Regions from separate parts of the Sus scrofa genome. Here region 1 is linked to region 2. The links are chromatin contacts, called in public Hi-C maps. All regions are on one chromosome and are shown on one strand. The core of a region is the stretch at or near the end of the contact, and the rest is flanking DNA. Distances in the headings are between cores, read along the strand shown.

Region 1 (2,700 bases), core at 1-2,500, 180 kb before region 2:
AGGGTGCAGGCTGCTGGCCCAAGAGTGCAGGGTTGTAAATTAGGCTGCCTGTGGAGAACTGGTCTGGGGAGGAAGCTCTTCCGGCAAAGGGCAGTTTTACCTGTAGTTCAGACAGCCATGGTGGGCAACTAAACAGGCCTCATGTGTACCAGAATTTACCCAGAACTCATTTCTTCAGTATGAAGAACGACCAAACTTTATGTACAGAGAACTTTTTACAAAAGGCGCACCTTTTTTAGCTGTGGGGTCCACCCTCGTCTAACCCTTCTGGCTGCCTGACTATAAGTAGGGGCCATTTTGCTGGTGAAAAGCCTCTGCCATGATCCTACGTTTGATTGGACACTGACAAAATCAAAGTTTCGCAATATTTAGAGCTGCTGTAGCTATTAACAACACAAAATAGGATGAATCAGTAGTATGCTAGCTGTCTTTCAGGTTGGTGGCAGTCAGAACATGTGTAATATTCTCTACCTGGTCTGTAGCTGTAACTGTGATGTACAGGCAAAGCAAATATTAAAAAAAAAAAAAACTTACGGAAACAAATAATGCAATGATATTAGGATATACACTTTTGTATTTTTATTCTTATATAAGGTTATTTGCTGGCTATTGTTGGCCTCTAGTTCAGTCTGTGTTATTTAAAATCTAATATATGAATTATTTGGGTTGAATTCATGTTCGGGCCACGTTGTTGTATGTATTGATGTACAGCCTTGAATGTGAATAATTATTGTAAACTATATTTTACAACTTTTTTTCTGGCTTTATTATATAAATTTTCTATTTGGTCGATGATTTAATCATATCATAATTTAATGAATCTGTTTATTCTTTTTTTTCAAATATTTGTGCTTTAGGTGTAGTTACCGGATGATGAATTTTCCACGTATGCTCGGTAGCCTTGTAATAAAAAAGCATGTAGAATGTAGACGCTCACTGATGTAGCTTTCTTTGGCCGGGGCGCGGGTCGGGCGTCGCAGGGCGACCTGAATTCGGGGCCAGGAACAGGGTGTTCGGGCACAGCGCGCGCCCGGCGAAGACCGGCCAGCCCCTCTCAAGCGCGACGCCGGGCTCCACCGCCGCCTGCCCACAAGGGCGATGCCGGACCACGCCGCGCCGGACTTGGCCGGAAGGGGGCACGGCCGGCCGCTTTTCCGGACCGGAACTTCCGCCTCCCGCGTGACGCCGGGGTGGGCGCCTTACGAGGGCGGACCCGTGGGCGGGACAGAGCCCGGAGGACTGTATTAAAGGCCGGACGCTTCCGGCAGAGGGGAGCTGTGGCCGGGCTTGCTGGGATCATGGCGGAGAGTCACTGCGAGCTGCTGCCGCCGGCCCCGGGCGGCCTCGGGGCGGGGCTGGGGGGCAGCCTGTGCCGCCGCTGCAGCGCGGGGCTCGGCACCTTGGCCCAGCGCCCCGGCAACGTGTCCAAATGGGTCCGGCTCAACGTCGGCGGCACCTACTTCCTCACCACTCGGCAGACGCTGTGCCGGGATCCGAAATCCTTCCTGTACCGTTTGTGCCAGGCCGACCCCGACCTGGACTCGGACAAGGTGAGGGCCGCGCGGGCCAGCCAGGAGGATTCGGGCCGCCCCCGTCGGCGGCCCCACACACACCCCCTGACCCACTCTGAGAGAACCGCCCCGGCTCCGGGTCTCGCTGCCCCCTGCTCACCAGCCCGACCGGAGCCCCCGACTCCCTGTCCTGGGCCGAGGATGAACAGGATGGCGCCCTGGCTCCCACCGCCCTCCGAGAGCCCCAGCCACTCCCCCTCGGGGTGTCTGTCTCGCCCTCCTCTGCTCTTCCGCGGAGGAGGTTTCCCAGACCCCGGACTCTGCTGGGATCTACTTTCTTTTCTCTCCTAGGTTCTTTTGCCCCCGCCGGGAGCACCTTCTCTTCTCCGTCCCGGTGTACTGACTGGCTCTGGAATCCCGAATCCCCATGTTCCCCTCATTTTCTCACATTCCAGACGTTTTACTTAACGTTAGCGTGGGGTTTGATACTAGTGGCCTGCCTTTCTCAGTGACTTGCATTTAGGGAGTTGGCGCTCCATCGTTTTCAGCCACAACACGCACCCACACAACAGTCTCAAAAAGTGCCGTCCATAGAGTGATTTTCGAAGGGAATGTGGCTCATATTGAGGCGTGGCTCAGGGGTGTCAAGGAAGGGCCAGATAGGAAATCTTTTTCAATCTACTTTCTCATTAACCTAGTTTTCCTGCTGCTCTCTCAAAAGGATAGGAGTTTCTAGGTTGGTTTGCTGCTTGTGTTTCATCAGACTGTTGTGCAGGTGATAATAGAAGCTGTTTCGATTATTACTTAAAGAATTGTCTCGGCAGCTGTATGGCATCGAAACTCAAAAAAAGGCTGTGCTGGAAGAAGAGTTATTCCCTGTACGTATCCTAGGCGGTTCACAGGCCTTATCCTAACTTTCCTGCCTTTGGCTTGGGCCTACGTAATTGCCCTTGGCCTTGTGCCTTGCCAGCCCAGCATTTGCCAGGCATAGGCTTCCCAGAAAGAGTGTGATCCCTTGTCCAGATCCAGAAGCCCGACCGAGATCATCCTCAGAGTGGCCTGACCTTAGGATCGGGAAATGAGACCTCGAGTGACCACAGAACCACCAGTCCTGGGTAGAACTAGGGTTGAGATGCCAGCGCTCCTGCCGCCCACCCGCACCTCCCCCAAGCCTCAGCTGTGTCCACTG
Region 2 (2,918 bases), core at 228-2,727:
GGCTTGGATCTGGCTTTGCTGTGGCTCTGGCGTAGGCCAGCGGCTACAGCTCCGATTTGACCCCTAGCCTGGGAATCTCCATATGCTGCAGGAGCGGCCCTAGAAAAGGTAAAAAGATAAAAAACAAAAAACATGCAGTACTGCTGGCATGCTACTATATGGATAGGCTTTGAAAACACTATGCTAAGTGAAAGAAAGCAGATGCAAAAGACCACATGGTGTATGATTCCGTTTAAACGAAATGTCCAGGAGCTCCCTCGAACCTGCAAATCTATAGAGACAGAAAGTAGATTAACAGTTGCTTAGGGTGGGACGCTGGGGGACTTGGGGGTGATGAGTAAAGGTTTCTTTTTGGAGTGATGAAATTATTCTAACACTGATTGTGGTGATGTTGGCATCGCTGTGAATATACTAAAAACCATTCAGTTGTACAATTTAAGTGGGTGAATTGTATGGTATGTGAATTATACCCAATAAATCGGTTACCGAAAGATACAGTCATAAACGTTTTATGTGTTAACATATTTTTATGAAAATTGCTATATTTTCCAAAACAAAGACATTTAATGAGACTAGCATTGTTTTACATTTTTGCAAATATCCTTAATGTAGGCTTAAGAGAAGATTACAGGTTCTCATATGTGCTTCAGCATTCACCTTGATACACATCATCAATGGAATATTCCATGGGGACTTCCAGGAATCCCAGACTACACTTTGAGAAGTTTCTGTACTGTAAAATTCATATTTCCCTCTTTGTAATGAATAAATATCTTGTCGGGCGATCTGTACTCTTGAACTATGTAAATACTAGTTCCTTACCAAACTTTCACCCTTCGGTTTTAGCGTCCATTGTTGATGTTTGCCTATTAACGACGGTCGCCAAACGGTGAGTTTCTGCATCATTCCGTCTGCATTTTTTAGTTGACATTCTACCCTAAGAAAGAGCTTTCTCTTCTCCCCATTTACTTCTTTGCATCACTATCGATCCCGGATTCTTATTTTATTCTAAGTTACAATCTGCTGTTACCATTCTTTATTTTGAATCTCCAATTGGCCCAGCTTCGGGGTGGGTCATTGGAGGATTTCGAGGAGGTGCGTAAGAAATTTCCTTCGGCTGGCTAAGGAAAGTAACGGGCATTGAATGCATTTAAATAAGGGCTTTCGCTCACTGAGCTGAGTCAAATCCTGGGACAGGTCTGGGGGCTCAATTAAGCCCCCCAGCTCTCTTCTCCAAGCACCGCCCACGACCCCCGGCCAAGCCAAAGGTCCGAGCAACGCTCGGTTCCCTGCCGCCTCTGCCGCCCAATCCTGGGCTTGCCCCGCCTCTTTCGCCAGCCCCGGCCCCGCCTCCCGCGGCCGATTGGCCGGGACTCCAGCAGGCGCCGCTCAGGGAAGACCCGGAGAAGCGGACGTTACCGGAGGAAGGGGTCCCCCACGGCTTTGCTGCGCATGCTCACTAGGAACCCGCTTTTGCGCTCCGAGAGGCAGGCGCCCCCGCCGGGCGGCGCGCGCTCCCTACTGCCAGCCGGGTGGCGCGCGCGGCACGGGGCTCGCTCCCGAGGGGCAGGTGGGGGCGGGGCGTGGGCACCCGGGTTGCGGTGGCCGGAGGGGTCTGGGCCGTGAGATCGACTCCGGTGGCTGCAGCGGCCCGAGGCCAAAGGACCCGGCACAGCTCGGTCTCCGGAGAGGGAGGGCCCCGCTGCCGTCGCCGCCTGGCCAGTGCCCGGTGAGGACGGGCCCCAGCGGGTCGGGGAGGGTCTCGGGTCCCTCCGTCTGGTCGGCCCCGGGCCAGGCTTTCCCGGGGGGCCCCCAGGACCACTGATACTCGGGAGGGGCGGGTGTCCCCGTACTCTGCGTCGCGGCGCTCAGGCCGCTCCTTGTCCTTCACCTGCGATTCGCTGCCTCCTTTCTCCTCGATCTTCCGACCCCACGACCCACCCGACCCCGGGACTGAGCCCAGACATCCCAAATCAGGGAGCCCCACATTCGCCTGCCTTTCCTGGAACATGTCTGTCCCAACCAGTACTGCCCTCCGGCCTGGCATCCATCCCAGCCCCATCCCATCTTTGCGGCTCTGGAGGTCCCCGTGACCTTGCACTTTTTGCTGTCGTTACACCTTCCACGCCGAATATGTAGATTGCCTGTTGGCGCTTTCAAACTTTTTTGACCCAACCTACTCTAAGAAATATGTTTTACATGCCTGTAGATGCGGATTACTGAAAGAGAAGTTTAAAGGGAGACAGTTACCCGGACCTCACGTGATGCAGCCAGATCTACTCTGCCTGGCTTCTGATTCTATCCTCTTCTATTCCTTTCTATTCTATTCTGGTCTGTTCTTTCCATTCCAAAAGACTATTATCACCACATTGAACCGATTTCAGGACCAAGTGAGTCTGACCCAGTGTAAAGCGCTTGCTTTAAGTGGCAGTCTTGCACCCCCCCACGCCTTGCCTCCAGAGGATGCTGAGCTCCAGTGACATAATCACGCGTAAACATCACCGATTCCAAAGAAAGGGCATATTTTTATTATTTTGACATTAATGCTTTCAGGGCCAAAATCATTTCCAGGACTTGGTTTGATTCGGTCTGGTTTATTATTTTGTTCCTCTCCCAAAAGCTCCTGGTCAGACTTGGGGCAGAGAGAGTATGTGGAGGCTAGACTGTGGAGCATTTATAACAGAGACTGAGACAGGCTTTTTTTTTTTGGCCATACCCACAGCGGGTGGATGTTTCTGGGCCAGGGATCAAACCCATACCACAGCAGTAAGTAAGTCTCAGCAGTGACAATGCCAGATCCTTAACCACTAGGCCACCAGGGAACTCCTGGAGACAACTTTCACCGGAGAGGGAAGCTGTTAGAGTTGAGGTTTGGGAAGTCAGAACTGCATAGGGAGCATGGGGGCCAGCCGATGCTG

The links. Hi-C and Micro-C count contacts between places; a contact is called where the count stands out from the background.
Region 1: a Hi-C map of epiblast stem cells shows a contact between it and region 2, with 1.8 times the contacts expected there. The contact joins the promoter of KCTD5 here to the promoter of FLYWCH1 in region 2. A contact is called at or near these places in 3 of 47 Hi-C or Micro-C datasets (epiblast stem cells, fetal skeletal muscle and liver).

What each region holds. Positions count from the first base shown.
Region 1 is chr3:39,428,158-39,430,857 of Sscrofa11.1, reverse strand. KCTD5 (BTB/POZ domain-containing protein KCTD5) reads left to right here and starts at 1,250. Exons shown (of 6, transcript XM_013987853.2): 1 at 1,250-1,550. The coding sequence starts at 1,299. It overlaps PDPK1 (3-phosphoinositide-dependent protein kinase 1), which reads left to right. Exons shown (of 14, transcript XM_021086751.1): 14 at 1-930.
Region 2 is chr3:39,243,302-39,246,219 of Sscrofa11.1, reverse strand. It overlaps FLYWCH1 (FLYWCH-type zinc finger-containing protein 1), which reads left to right and starts at 1,477. Exons shown (of 10, transcript XM_021086740.1): 1 at 1,477-1,729.